Linked DNA regions of Mus musculus: region 2 is linked to region 1. A link is a contact called in public HiChIP or PLAC-seq data. All regions are on one chromosome and are shown on one strand. Each heading gives the region's core, a stretch centred on a gene start, on an enhancer-like site or on the middle of the called end of the contact. The rest is flanking DNA. Distances are from core to core; before and after follow the strand shown. Region 1 has its middle 24 kb from the start of Gm25402. Region 2 holds the start of Dennd2a (DENN/MADD domain containing 2A).

The links. HiChIP or PLAC-seq counts read pairs in DNA pulled down with a chosen protein or histone mark.
Region 2: a contact with region 1 is called in an H3K27ac HiChIP or PLAC-seq map of embryonic stem cells, with 20 read pairs. The contact joins the promoter of Dennd2a here to the enhancer-like site in region 1. A contact is called at or near these places in 13 of 39 promoter capture datasets (the HPC-7 cell line, the SN4741 cell line, cranial neural crest and 7 more), 2 of 15 datasets of contacts at CTCF or cohesin (CD8 T cells and the NIH/3T3 cell line), 14 of 484 Hi-C or Micro-C datasets (Kupffer cells, bone marrow-derived macrophages, cerebral cortex and 8 more), 31 of 115 datasets of contacts at active chromatin or transcription factors (the NIH/3T3 cell line, VIP interneurons, bone marrow-derived macrophages and 16 more) and 5 of 9 other capture datasets (adipose tissue, bone marrow-derived macrophages, embryonic stem cells and 2 more).

The regions. Positions count from the first base shown.
Region 1 is chr6:39,442,723-39,450,134 of GRCm38.p6, reverse strand. No RefSeq gene overlaps it. Among named protein-coding and RNA genes, the nearest start is that of Gm25402, 24 kb to the right of the region's middle. Within about 2 kb of position 3,829, at least 105 of the 459 cell types and tissues checked have an H3K27ac peak or open chromatin away from gene starts, as enhancers often do. A contact at or near this core is called in the NIH/3T3 cell line, bone marrow-derived macrophages, cerebral cortex and 7 more, where this site is marked.
Region 2 is chr6:39,554,665-39,562,076 of GRCm38.p6, reverse strand. It overlaps Dennd2a (DENN/MADD domain containing 2A), which reads left to right and starts at 4,243. Exons shown (of 19, transcript NM_172477.4): 1 at 4,243-4,502.

The sequences.
Region 1 (7,412 bases), core at 2,580-5,079:
TTATTATAATCTAATCTGATTTGAATTGGCTCATTTCACCAGAAGAGAAATAACTTCTCAGAGACAATGGAACTTAGGGTCCAGTCCCAGCAAGACCCTGCCCATCTCAGCTGCATATGCTCTGGGGATCAAAGCCTTCTGCCTTCCAGACCCTGTGGAGCAAAGTCTCCCTGCTTGATGACCTGTATTGGTTTATGGCAGCGTTCTAGAGCCTGGAAGTAATCAGCCATCCTTTGCATCAGAAGCCGCCATCCTTTCCCCACTGTTGCTCTCGTTGCTGTGTGACTGTTTAAAAGCACACTGTACTTGCCACTCAACTGTATCCTCTCTGGAATTCATTGTGCTTCCGCCCATGGACGTTTCCCTTTCTAATAAACATGTTTGTTCAGCTCTCTAGTGTACAGACACCTATAAGACACAATCCTATGGAATCACAGACAAGAACCATCACAATTGTGTGTCTTATTCTGTATCTGCTCTAATTAACCTGACAGAGGATGGACATTTGGCTGATGTAACAATCCCTATTCTGAGAAACCCCCGGACTTCAAAGAGAAGAGACAAATGCTTTCCCCTCCTTTTTATAGAAACCCTTTTTTGTTTGTTTCGAGACAGGGTTTATCTGTGTAGCTTTATCTGTCCTGGAACTTGCTCTGTACACAAGGATAGCCTCGAACTCACAGAAATCCCCCGGCCTCTGCCTCCGTGTACTGGAATTAAAGGCATATCCTACCACTGCCAGGCTCAGAAACCTTTTAATAAAAGTGAAATTTGGGGAAAGCAGTGAAGACTTGCAGACCTGCTGGCACCGGATTAAACATTAGTTGCAGCAGGGTGTTTTGTGGGCTTGAGTTGGTTTTATTATGAGAGCGAAACAATGTATCAGAGGCAGCAACAGTATCAGAAAGCTTTAAGATGCTCTAACTCTTCATCCAAAAAATACGAGGTCCTCATTTGTGCCGGACAAGCCACGCATTGTGATGAGGGTTCCCAGGGTTTTTGTTTTTGTTTGTTTGGGTTTTGTTTTGTTTTGTTTGTTTGTTTGTTTGTTTGTTTGTTTGTTTTTCTTTCAAGACAGAGTTTCTCTGTGTAGCCCTGGCTGTCCTGGAACTCAGAAATCCACCTGCCTCTGCCTCCCAAGTGCTGGGATTAAAGGCGTGTGCCACCACTGCCCGACAGGTTCCTAAGCCTTTTAACCTGTGCATGATTGCTGTTGTGGGCCACATAGGCAAGATGGACACACCCTGACTGTGCTCAACAACCCAGATTTATGGATGTACCATGACCAAGAGTTCCCAATTTTGAAGTGCTGGCCTCTGCAGCTCCTTGTGCTTTGCAGAGTGAGTATATCTGCCAGTGGGACAACATGAAGTATGTCAGCACGTGCTGACCTACACGTTCTGATGGGACGGACTATACACAGCTCTCTAGTACTGAGAAGTTATTTCTCCGCCAGTGAAATGAGCCAATTCAAACCAGATTAGATTATATTAAATGCAGGTTTATTGAGAAACTACTCTCAGCTGGGTGACTTCACTGGCCCTTAGGACTGAGGCCAGGGATGTCACCATGAGAAGGGAAAGAGAGGGGACGGAGAAGAGAAAGAAAGAGCACATGTGCAGAGAGGAGAGAGAGAGAGAGAGAGAGAGAGAGAGAGAGAGAGAGAGAGAGAGAGAGAGAGAGAGAAAGCCAGAGCCTGCCTGTCTGGATTATACAGGGAAGAACCTCTGAGAAAATGGCAGACGACCATGCCCTGGCCTGGGAAGTTCAGGGTTGGGGACAGGGTATGCCAGGAAGGAACTGAGGGATGCTGGGAGAACCTGGAGGCCAGGTCTGCTTTGATATGTAAAATATACATCTCAATTCCTTGTTCCAGGTATGAAGCCAAACCAATATAGTCTGGGACTCTGCTTACTATGGTCCGGTGCTCTACAGAGCTAAAACAATGATCTTCCCAAAATTAACTGTTCCTAAGAAAGCCTGCTAGGGGAAAGAAAGGGCTACAATCCTTGCTGTTGTTTTGTTATTTCCTCTAGTTGTTACAGTAACAACTCCAGTGGAGGAGAGCTTCTCCAGCAAGCTGAGCTGCCTACGAGTCATGCAGGGAGCTTCAGGAGGCAGCGTGTGTGAGTCACCAGTGCACTGGGATGATGGGGCAGGCTTTTCAGTGATGCAGCTGACTTTGAGTCATTCTCCTCCGTGTTCCCATTCACCCACATCCCTATAAGGAAGCCCTCACCCACACTGCTGAAACTCACCCCAGGAAACTAAGCCAGACTTGGATAGAAAGGTTCCTTTGGTCTCTTGACAGTGTGATACCTGAGATAATAGATGTTTGTCACATCAGAAAAAGTTACACAACAACTTAGTTCAGCAAGAGGAGAAATGTGCCTGGTGCCTGGTAGGGAGAACATTTCCATATTTCCTCTTTTTTATAAAATTGTTCTTTTTTCTTTTTTTTTTTTTTTTTTTAGAAATGGGTTGCAGGACTAGAAAGATGACTCAGCAGTTTAGTGCTGGCTACTCTTACAAAGGATCTGGGAGATGATTTGGATTCAGTTCCCTGGACCCAAGTGACAGGTAACAACAGTCTGTAATTCCTGTCCCAGGGGATCAGATGTCCTCTTCTCGCCTCTGCTGCTACCTTGGAAGCATATGGTGCACAGACAATACATGCAGGCAAAAAACACACATACACATAAAAATAAATAAATAAATAAACATGCATTCACATAAAAATAAATAAAAATTTAAGACCTATTAAAATAGTATTTTGGGGACTATTAAATATTTCGTAAAATATTGAAATGAAGTGACTTGTTTGTGCTAAGTTGATAATGGGCTTGCAGAGCATGCGTGAAGGCCTGGGTTTGATCTCCAGCACTGCGGAGACCAGGCCCAGGCGTGATGATGCATGTTAATAATTCCAGTGACCAGTGACATGGGTCTTTTTTTTTTTAATAGGATGATGGGACTCTTCTCCAAACAGTTGTGTCTGATCTAGGGACTTTGGGTCACTGAAGCTCAACCTGAGAGAATAGCTGAGTTTCTTTGTCACAGGCTCTTGTTGGAGTGTGCAGAGCAAGCTTTATTAAGAATTACAGAGGTGGGGGATGGTGTCACATTCCTTTGATCCTAACCCTGGCAAGGGCAAGGCCTGATGGGTCCCTACAGAGAGTTCCAGACCAGCTAACTAAAGGCTGCTGTAGTGAGATCCTGTCTCTTAAAAAAAAAAAAAAAAAAAAATATATATATATATATATATATATATGTATATATATATATATATATATATATATATATATATAGAGAGAGAGAGAGAGAGAGAGAGAGAGAGAGAGAGAAAGAGAAAAGGGAGAGCCGGGCGTGGCTGAGTTCGAGGCTAGCCTGTTCTACAAAGTGAGTTCCAGGACAGCCAGGGCTACACAGAGAAACCCTGTCTCGAAAAAGTAAAAAAAAAAAAAGAAAAGAAAAAAGAGAGAGCCATGATACTTGTTCTATGGGTTTTTTTTTCCTGTTCATATAATATATATAGTACACAGTGCTCCCATACATATATGCCCGCACCCCAGAAGAGGGCACCAGATCCCATTATAGAGGGTTGTGAGCCACCCAGTGGTTGCTAAGAATTGAACCCAGGACCTCTCGAAAAGCTTGCATAATTCTCCGTGACTCCACAGGCTCAGCCAACAGAGGGTCCGACCCTCTATTCTTATTCCCTGGCTCAACCAGGAAATCGCCTGTGATCTGTCCGTGCACTGCCCAGTTCCTCTGCTCAAAGCCCCTTCTGCGCGGCTGTGTCTGGTTAGCGGCAGAGCTCGACTATCTGGCGGATCTTGGTCTCTATGGGTGACCCAGGCACAGTTGATCATTCGCAGCTCCCTTTGTTTTCAAGAGGATTAAGGAGCTCCCTTTTTTTTTTTTTTTTTTTTTTTTTTTTGTTCTACTCTCCGGAACTGGGTGGAGGCTTCAGGTTAAAAGCCTTTTTAGTTTGTTTTTGTTTTGTTTTGTTTTTTGTGTAGTCCTTGCATGTCCCGGAACTTGCTATGTAGATCAGGCTAAAGTCTAACTCAGACTTCCACCACCTCTCAGGGTGTGCGGCCCCAACAAAAGAAGATATTCAAAAGAGGCACCTGAGTCTCTCAATCTGACTATCAATAGAATTGAAATCAATTGGAATAATGGACCGCAAAGAGATTGGAATTCCTCCCACGGAGCTCAGGCGAAGCGAGGAACCAGCAGGAGGGGAGATTGCTCAAAGCTGCAATGAAAAAAAAAAAAAAAGTCAAACTACCTTATGGAAGGAGACTTGACTGGAGCTGTGTTTGGTACAGGTGCGGTATGGTGGAGTAGAGCCTAAAAGGAATGCTAACACTTATTTAGCCCTTAATCTAAACTTAGATCTCATTCTAAGACGCTAAATTTGAACTTGGAAGGTTTCAATGATTTCACTTTGGTTGGTTGGTTGGTTTGGTTTGGTTCGGTTTTAAAGTACAGGGTTTCTCTGTGTAGCCCTGGCTGTCCTGAGACTCGATTTTGTAGCCCAGGCTGGCTTTAAGCTCAGAGACCTATCTTTGCCTCCCTGAGTACTGGGATTAAAGGCATGTGCCATCACACCTGGCTGCATTTCACAATTTTCGGTGATCACATTGAAAAGGAATAAATCCCAGATCACTGCTTTCTACTTTCTTTTTTCTTTTTTTTTTTTTTTTTTTTTTTTAAATGACAGACTACCACTGTATAGTCCTTGGCTGGCCTAGAACTCACTATGTAGATCAGGCTGTCCTTAAATTTGACCTACCAGTGCCTCCTAGTGCTATAATTGTTATAATTAAAAATTAATCCCAGCACTTGGGAGGCAGAGGCAGGTGGATTTCTGAGTTCGAGGCCAGCCTGGTCTACAAAGTGAGTTCCAGGACAGCCAGGGCTACACAGAGAAACCCTGTCTCAAAAAACAAAACAAAAAAATTAAAAGCATGCACCAACATACCTGGTCCCAAACTTCTTTTAGGATGTGGCAAGGATGCCCTGCATCCCTTGCTGAAAACAAGCACCACTATCTGAGTTCAGCCAGGGATAAAGTTCCAAGCTTGGGAAGAAAGCAGGGAGCTGCCCCTGTGTTAAAGAGTCTCGGAGGCTCATTGCCTAGAACACCCATGGTTTGTGGTGAACTGGAATGTTAGAAATCTGGAACCAAATTATTGTGGACTATCTTTAGCTTATTTTTTAAAAGATTTATTTATTTATTTTGTGTATATGAGTGCACACCAGAAGAGAGCATCAGATCCCATTACAGATGGTTGTGAGCCCCAATGTTGTTGGGAATTGAACTCAGGACCTCTAGGAAAACAGCCATTGCTCTTGACCACTGAGTAACCTCTGCAGCCCCCTATCTTTAGCTTCTTCTTCTTTTTTTTTTTTAAATCTAGTTATTTATTATATGTAAGTACATTGTAGCTCTCTTCAGACACCCCATAAGAGGGCCTCAGATCTCATTATGGATGGTTGTGAGCCACCATGTGGTTGCTAGGATTTGAACTCAGGACCTTCAGAAGAGCAGTCAGTGCTCCTACCAGCTGAGCCATCTCTCCAGCCCATCTTTAGCTTCTTAATAGCCATTAATAATCCCCTCTGTATTTGCCTATCTCCATCCCATGGTTATGAGATAAATCTCTTCTGAGTTTATAAACAGACCATTAGCTTTCTACCAATACAAAAGCTAAGAAGGTCATCAGACAGCACTATGTATGGACTATTGCAGAGGTCCCCATGCTTTGCTGTGACCCGCCTACCTGATGTTCTCATATATGTATATATATACAGGTGGGGCACAGCACAGTCCAGGAGTGAGTCCAGTTTGTCTTTATTGTATGATTGCTTTCAAGCGTAAAATGGCAGCAGGCTGGTCTTACAGTCTCCAGGGTTGTAAATCTCTCCCTGAAGAGGACTGCTCTCTCCTGGCTGGTGCTTTTTCCTTCTTCCACAGTACTATTCCTGAGGATATTCTCCCAGTCCTTTGAGGCCCAGTCTCTCCTCCCCCCACCCCACCCCCATACCTGATTCCCACCACCACCATGCCAGCCCCCTCTCAGTCCCCCACAACCCCACCGCCCTGGTTGTTGAGACAGGGTTTATTTGTGTAGCTATGCTTGTCCTGTCCAAGAACTCAGATCTGTATACTAGGCTGGCCTTGAAGTCAGAGATCACCTGCCTCTGCCTCCCCAGATACTGGGATTAAAGGTGTGTGCCACCCCTGCCTAGTGGAGTTGAGCTTCATTGTTTCAGTAGTCTGATAGGAGGCACACGAGTCACTTTAGAATATCTTTTTTTGTTTTGTTTTGTTTAGTTTTTTTAGTTTCTGCCTGTTCAGATTTATACTCTCCATACAGACTTATATACTTTATTTTCCATTTTTTAAAATTTAGTTTAGAATATAAGTACACTGTAGCTGTCTTCAGTCATGACCAGAAAAGGGAATCAGATCCCATTACAAATGGTTGTGAACCACCATGTGGTTGTTGGGAATTGAACTCAGGGTCTCTAAACTGCTAAGTCATCTCTGCAGCCCTAACTATCTTCATTTTTGTCAGGCTAGTTACACACTGAGCCCAGAGCTAGAATTATGGGTATATACAACCATGCCCGGCTTTAGGCTGGGCTGGGTATCCTACAGGTAATCTAATCCATGACTCTGTGTCTTAAACAAAGACTCTATTTACAGGGCTGGAGAGATGGCTCAGTGGGTAAGAGCACTGACTGCTCTTCCAGAGGTCCTGAGTTTAAATCCCAGCACCACATGGTGGCTCACAACCATCTGTAATGGGATCCGATGCCCTCTTCTGGTGGGTCTGAAGACAGCTACAGTGTACTTACATATAATAAATAAATAAATAAACAAACAAATAAATCTTTTTTAAAAACATCAGATCTCCTTATGGATGGTTGTGAGCCACCATGTGGTTGCTGAGATTTGAACTCAGGACCTTTGGAAGATCAGTCAGTGCTCTTGCTGAGCCATCTCACCAGCCCACTTTTTCTTTTCTTTTCTTTTTTTTTTTTTTTTGCAAAGTAAATGGGCTCCTTAATTTGCAAGGTATGCTGCTCATGTTTTGAGCTCTTTTGTCTTTTGGAGTCACAGAGACAACCATGTGACTGCACTCAAAGCCTCTGGATTAGAGATCTGAAAGTGTCAGTGCAATGTAGGTTTCCTAGAGAACCCTGCAATGGATGATATAGCTTGTCTTGTGTTTTTATGACAAATAACTCAGGAGATTCTCCCTCATAGTGCCATGTGGGCTTTGGAGATTGAAATTAGACCATCAGGCTTCATGGCAGGGGTGTTTAACCCTCTAACCCTCTCACCAGTGCCAGTGTGCTCATATACATACTTTTGTGCCTGCAGTTAGGGTCAG
Region 2 (7,412 bases), core at 2,994-5,493, 110 kb before region 1:
TTTTTTTTTTTTTTAATCCTGGTCTGGCCTCAAACTCAGAAATCCGCCTGCCTCTGCCTCCCAAGTGCTGGGATTAAAGGTGTGCGCCACCACTGCCTGGCCCTCCTCAGCCTTTCAAATACCCACATACATACCACACCTTCCTCCTCTCCCTTTCCCTCTCCTTCCTCCCCTTTCCCTCCTATTTCTCTCTCTCCTACACGCGCGCGCGCGCACACACACACACACACACACACACACACACAGAGAAAGAGAGAGAGAGAGAGAGAGAGAGAGAGAGAGAGAGAATATTAACAGGAGACAGGAGATCTAATTTGAGTTCTCCTCTCAATTGGGCCCCAGCCTAGCAGCAAACCCTCTTCTCCATTATCTGACATCATCTTCACCAACACATCGAGATGGTTACAACTGTTTCCATTTCCATTTTATCCATGAAAACTAGTCTCTCTGCCAGGCAGTGGTGGCGCATGCCTTTAGTCCCAGCACTTGGGAGTCAGAGGCAGGCGGATTTCTGAGTTCGAGCTCAGCTTGGTCTACAGAGTGAGTTTCAGGACAGCCAGGGCTACACAGAGAAACCCTGTCTTGAAAAAAAATAAAACACAAAAACAGGAGAAGAAGAAGGAGAAGAAGAAGAAGAAGAAGAAGAAGAAGAAGAAGAAGAAGAAGAAGAAGAAGAAGAAGAAGAAGAAGAAGAAGAAGAAGAAGAAAATATAAAATATGAGTCTCAAAGGTCAAGCAACTTGTTCTAGAGCTAGATGTGACTGTCTAACCCAAAGTCTATGTTCTTCAATAGGACACAGAAGGAAGAGGAGGAAAGGAAACAACAGCTGCTCTGAAGAGGTCCAATGCTGTGATGTTTAGAGAAAGCAGAATTAAAAGCTTATAAGAAGTCATCTCTGTCCCCTTGTCTCATCCTTACCTTTCCCTTCTTGAACCAGAGCATACAGTCAGCACTTCACACCTGTGGATTCTGTGTCTGTGTGCTCTAAAATCTTGGACTCAGCCAGTGGTTGGTGGAAAATATCCTGAGATATACATACAGCTGAAAATGTGTGGTAGGGGTTCCTGGGAGATTTATGTAGCTCAGGCTGGCACTAAACTCATGATCTTCCTGCCTCAGTCTACCTAGTGCTGAGATTAGAGATGGATACCACCATGTAAGGCATGTATAGTCTTTTTTTTTTTCCTCTTGTTATTATCTCCTAAACATTAGAGTCTAAAGTCAGGCACAGTGGCACACATCTGCAGTTCTAGTACCTGGGAGGGGGAGGTGAGGGGTCAGGAGTTCAAAGTCCTTCTTAGCTACATAGAAAACTGGGGACCAAAGATATGAGACACAGTTTCAAAAAATTTACAAAAAAATAAATAGATGGGGCTGGTGAGATGGCTCAGCAGGTAAGAGCACTAACTGCTCTTCAGGAGGTCCTGAGTTCAAATCCCAGCAACCACATGGTGGCTCACAACCATCCGTAGTAACATATGACGCCCTCTTCTGGTATCTAAAGACAGCTACAATGTATTTACATATAATAAATAAATTCTTTATAAAAAGATAAATAAATAAATTTATAACTATAAATTATTTATTATTGGAGTAGAGAGAAGTAATTAATAATAATCTAGAGATGAATTTAAGAGTGTGGAAGAATTCATGTAGGATATATACAAATGCAGAACTTTTTTTTTTTTTACAATGAACTTGAACATCCAAACATATTTGGTATCTGGGGAGATGGTGAAGCCACATTCCTGTAGACACAGAAAGCTGACTTTATGCCTACCTTAGCTCTCATTTTCCAAACTGGAGAAAGTTTGAGGACAGACAGGGAGAGAAAGGGATGTGTGCTTTGGAGTATCCCCAACACAGAGCACCTGTGGGGGCAGGGGGGAGGCATGGTAGCGTCTGGTGAGACTCACCAGGGTTTGGGTGGGACCAAAAGTACCAACAGCTGAAAAAAAAAAAACTGCACACAAGCCAGCACAGGCCACACAGAGAATATGGGGAGAGGACAATGAGTGGCTCTGGGTCATGGTGACAGAGCCATAGGATGACAGAGCAATGAAAGTGAGGAGACTGGGATGGAAAGGGCCCAGTAACATTCATCAAACTCTGACCCACAGGTCAGGCAGAGATGTGGTTTCCTAAGGAGAGCTAGAGTGCAGTATTCCATGTGATAAAACTGTGGCCTGGGAATTGTCAAAGGACTGAGTCCTCAGCCCGTGCTTTGTCATGTCCACCTAAGATGCGACTGGCTATCTGAAAGCCAGACACTCAAAGGCTCCTAGGCTCTTATGTGCTTTGGGCTGGGGGAGGCAGCCAGCTGGGCTCTTGGCCCAGTTCCCATTGAACTTTGCCAGTTTGATGCTGTGGGGTACCCTGTGGCCCTGGGACTAATTAACCCCCAAGAAGCCAAGCCTTTGATCTTTATTTAGAAAGGGAGAACTTAGAAAGATGCAAACAAAGCAATACTTTGAATGCTAACACTTTAAAAAAAAAAAAGCTTACACTTGGCAAATGTCTGTTCTGAGAGTCTACAGTGCTTCATTGAAACGGGTGTGGCATGAAGAATTTAGGAAGGCCTCAACGATCTCCTGCAATGAGCAAACCCCTCAACTATGAAGGACATGCAACTTTGTTTCGCCTGGAACTTTAAGTCCCAGTTCCCTGGTGTCTGAAGTCCACTCTCATTACCATACCTCACCCCCTGCACACAGACTAGAGATCTCCTGCCTCAGTCTCCTGAGTGTTGGGTTACAGACATGCCTCGCCTGGTTTCCTCTTTATATGAAGCTCTAGTTTTCTTCTGAGGACCCACTTTGTGAAGTTGTAAGACTCTGGGTCTGTACCTATCCCACCCCCAACTGGCCACCCCAACCTAAGCTTTAGGCCATTAGGCTACTCTTGAAGGTCTCTAATAGCCAGGAAGGAGACTGGCTGGCACCTACCCTCAGGGCAGATAAATTGTCACTGTCAGGCCTGAGCACTTAGCATCTGGTGTTTCTCTGCTTGGACCCCTTTGCCTTTAGCATAATATTCAAATTCTGCCCAGGCCACTTGAATCCCTCCAGGCCTACCCATCGATCCTTATTCCCTCCCACTTAAGGGTCCCCCAAATACCATAATGTGACACCCCCACAACACCAGTCACACTCTTCCCTCTTTTCAGGCTGTCTTTTCTTGCCCTGTTTCTCCACCTTCTATAACTGATTCACTATCGCTGGTCACCAAAGCCCCAGAGAATGCCCCAGCCTGTGTTGGCTCCCTTAAGGCCCCCACAGCATTTTCAAGTGGACTCCAATTTGGCAATCCTTTTTTTTTTTTTTTTTTTAAGATTTATTTATTTATTATATGTAAGTACACTGTAGCTGTCTTCAGACACTCCAGAAGAGGGAGTCAGATCTCATTACGGATGGTTGTGAGCCACCATGTGGTTGCTGGGATTTGAACTCTGGACCTTTGGAAGAGCAGTCGGGTGCTCTTACCCACTGAGCCATCTCACCAGCCCCCCAATTTGGCAATCCTACTGTCTTAAAAACCTCCTGTGTGAGTGCTTTGACTGCACCCTGTGTACGTGGGACCGTGGGACCGTGGAACCGTGGGACCGTGGGACCGGTGTGCTGTAGAAAGCCAGTTCTCTGATCACTTTTCCTGACCAGGGCTTGGGACCCATTCTGTACCCTTCTGTAGGGAGGTGGGCCCCTGGATCCTTATGGCCCAGGCTCCTGAGTTGCTTAGGGGCAAATATGGACCCTTGGGTCCAAATAGCTTGTCTCATGACTGTGAGTTGTTGCTTATGGGCAAACTGGGCCTCGAAGGCCTATCTCATGACTGTCAGTTGCTTGGGGGCAAATGTGGAGCCCAATTCTGCCTGAGGCGTCCACCCTAACTGCTCAGAAACAAAGCAAGGGCAGGGAGTGTGGCTACGGCTTTGGTGCTGTCTAAATCTGGTTCTCGGCCCCTGGCTAAGCGCATCTCAAGAATGGACCTCAGTCGGGGTAGCAGAGAACCGGTTCGGCGATCTTCAGCACAGAAAAGGTTAAGCCACCGTCTCCCCCACCCCTCGAAAGGCGAGGGGGCGAGTGAGTGCGGCAGAAGGTCCTGTTTACCGTGGCTCCCCTCGGCGGCGGGCCCTGGGAGAGTGGTTGCTGTGGCAACCGGCCGGGCGCCCGCCAGCTGCGGATTAGCTCACTGGAGCCGCGGGATGGGTCGGGAGGAGGGGGCGCGCGTCACTGCAGACGGTCGCGGCGCAGCCCAGGGCAGAGGAAGGGGCCGCGCGCGCGGGAGGCCAGAGGAGACGCAGCACGCCTCCGAGGCCGGAGGCGGCGGGGACCGGACGGGAGCGCGCGCGGCGGGGACCCGAGGGGCTCGCGGCGGCCGGGGGAGGCCGCGCGGACAAAGGCGCGGAGGGCAGCGGGCCATGGCGCCCCAGGCCCCCGCCGCCCCTGCCCCGGGCGACCGCGAGTTGCGCCCCAGAACCCGCGGAGCCGACGCCCGTAGAGAGGTAGGGCTGGGCGCCGGAGTGCGGGCGACCTCGGGGGAGACCCGGGAGGGTACGCGCGGGGGCGACGAGGAGACTGCAGGCGCAAGCCGGGGCTCCTCGCAGGCGGCGCTGGGGACGCTTCAGCGGGGCCCTGGGGACCCGCGCAGGAAGCGATCCACAGCTCTTTCCCGGGTCGGGCTAACTTCAGGGCCGAAGAAACTTGCAGAAACTGGGCAGAGCCCGGCCCTGCGCTGTGCCGGAGCTCCCGGGCGGCTGTGAGTGAGTACGCGCGTGTGAGACCGAGTGTGTACGCTGGGGTGGGGGAGTCCAGGCGGCTCTAGTCGGGATTTGTCGTGGTGGAAAGTGGGGTACGTTGAAGTTTACTTCTCCCACTTTCCTCCCCAAGGATGGAGTTGGGAGTAGATGGAGCCCAGGGTAAGTCTCTTAACCACACAGGATATAGTCCTGTGCAGGAGAGTCACTGTGATATGGAGTCAGACCACTGAGCCAGAGGGAGCTCAGCGCCCGGAATCCTGTAGTGAGGGGCAGACACAGGAAGCTAAGGAGTGCCTTCCTTTGGCCCTGGATTGGAACAAGGAGAGAGCTGGGACCCTAATTTAACCAGCCTGCTGAGGAAGGAGCAGGCTGACTTCTGGCCGGGTGCTCTGATGGCTTTCAGGGTTGTGACTATAGCTCCCCAAAAGACAGGTAATTGTGGAGTGTGGTAATAGTGTTATAATAGGCACTTTACAGTAATTTGTTATGAAACACTTGCACCTGCTGTGGTTACTATAGAAAAGCCTTTCTCCTTCAGTACCAAACACCTGAAGAGTTGAATAGGCTCTTTAGGGAATGGACCACAGAGGAGAGAGTTGGAGATTCAGAGAGGAAGCAGAAGGCAAACAGAAACAGACAGTTTATTTATTTGAGACAGGGTCTCAGTATGTGACCCAGGCTGGCCTCAAACTTAAAGTCCTCCCTTTTGTCTTAACTCTCTAAATTCAGGATTACTGGTAGGCAGGCAGGCTCAGTTCAGGGACTTGTTTGTTTGAGGCAGGGTCTCAGGTAGCTTAGACAGACCTTGAACTTGATTTTGAATTAATTTTTTTAAATGTACTATATCTTTATGAGTTTCCCTGAATGTATGTCTGTACACCATGTTCATGCAGTGCCCACGGCCGCTCTAGTGCCTATCCTCTAGGACTGGAGTTAGTTACACACAGTTGTGGGCTGCTATGTGAGTGCTAGGAATTGAACCCAGGTCCTCTGGAAGAGCAGCCCGAGCTCGTGCTCTTAACTGATGAGCCATCTCTCTAGTCCCTGAGTCTACCTCCAAAACACTAGAATTACGGGAGTGTGGCACAAACCTTTATGAGATGTCTGGGGTCAAACCTGGGGCTTCCTGCTTGCTCAGTAAGTTCTCTACCAACTAAGCTATGTCTCCAGCTCTGAGACTATTTTTTAAATTAAAATAATTTTATTGCATTTTTATTTATTGTGTATGTGCTACTAGTCATGTATGTAGATCAGAAGACAATTTGTAGGAGTCAGTTCTGCCCTCCCATCGTGTGGGTGGTCAGGATTGAACTTTCAGGACATCAGGCTGAGCCAACTTGCCATTCCTCAGAGACTGTAAGGGATGGTAATAAGGGACTGGCAGAGAGCTTCGTGTCTGGATGTTCATTCTGGAAGATGCACCTGCCAGGTCTTACTTCACTCATATAAATGGGTCTGCGTGCTGGTGACTGGGGACATGTTGGTACCAGAAGCTACCATTCCAGTCTGGCCTGGCTATTCATGCTGTATGCTGTAGAACCAGGAGAATCCAGAGAGGATGCCTGTGGATGCCCTGGGAGTCACTCCACCATGAAAGTGCAGGGAAGGTTATCTGGGACAGAGGAGACAGCAAAGTCACCCAAAGGCCAGAGAGGCAGGCATGGGGGAGAACCCGTGTGTCTGCAGCATGGAGTCAGAGCCTCTCCCTTTCTTCCTGCCGCCTCCATTGTGCATGCGTCTGTCTGTCTGTCTGTTGTCTGTCTCAGCAAGGCAGGGCAAGGTGGAATGTGGAAGGAGGAGTTCCTCTGAGTAGGAATGATGGACCGGCTTTGTGTTTTAGAAAGCTCACTCTGGCCTTGAGGCCAGTGAGACCCAGGCTTTGCAGCCCTGTTGCATGGCAGTGGTAAGGCAAGAGAAATGGATGGGGTCTGGAGGTTGAAAAGTAGGCAAGGGTGATGGGTGTGGGCACGGGATGAGGTTACTTAAACTAAAACCAACGCCAGAGATGTTCAGCAGGAGAGGGCAGAAGAGGGGCGACATTTTGAATGGCGTGAATGGAGCAGATTACAGCACTTGGACAATGAACTTGGCTTCCAGTTTTCTGGCAGCTTAGGAACAAACAAAAAATGCACTAGATTGCATAGCTTTGGACTGGGGACAACAGAAAGCATACAAATGAACTTTCAGAACAAATTTTTTCCTGGAATTGAACTCAACTGGGAGTTCATCAGAGGAACTTCATGTAAAGAGTAGAGAGCGACAGAGGGGGAAAAATAAAGTCCTCATACGTAAACAAAATGATAAACACAGATAAGGCAGAGAGAGAGAGAGGGAGAGAGAGAGAGAGAGAGAGAAAACACGAGAACAGTCTGGATTTGGTCAGGGTGGAGTGTCAGCTGGGGTGTAGCCTTGAGAGCAGCATTTCGGTTTCCTTCCTGATTGATGCGGCCCAGATCCTCTGCCCTCCGGCCTTAATTCTGGGTCTGAATCTAAAGGGGAGGGCAGGATTCAGCAGATCTGAACTCCTCTGCCCAAGAGAGGTCCCAACCATGGGGGTGCTGTTTGCACAAGGTGAAGTTTCAGAAAGAATGAGCTGGGAAGTCCTACACAGCGTGCACAGGTTTCTTAGTGACCCTTCCCGCTGACATCCGCCCG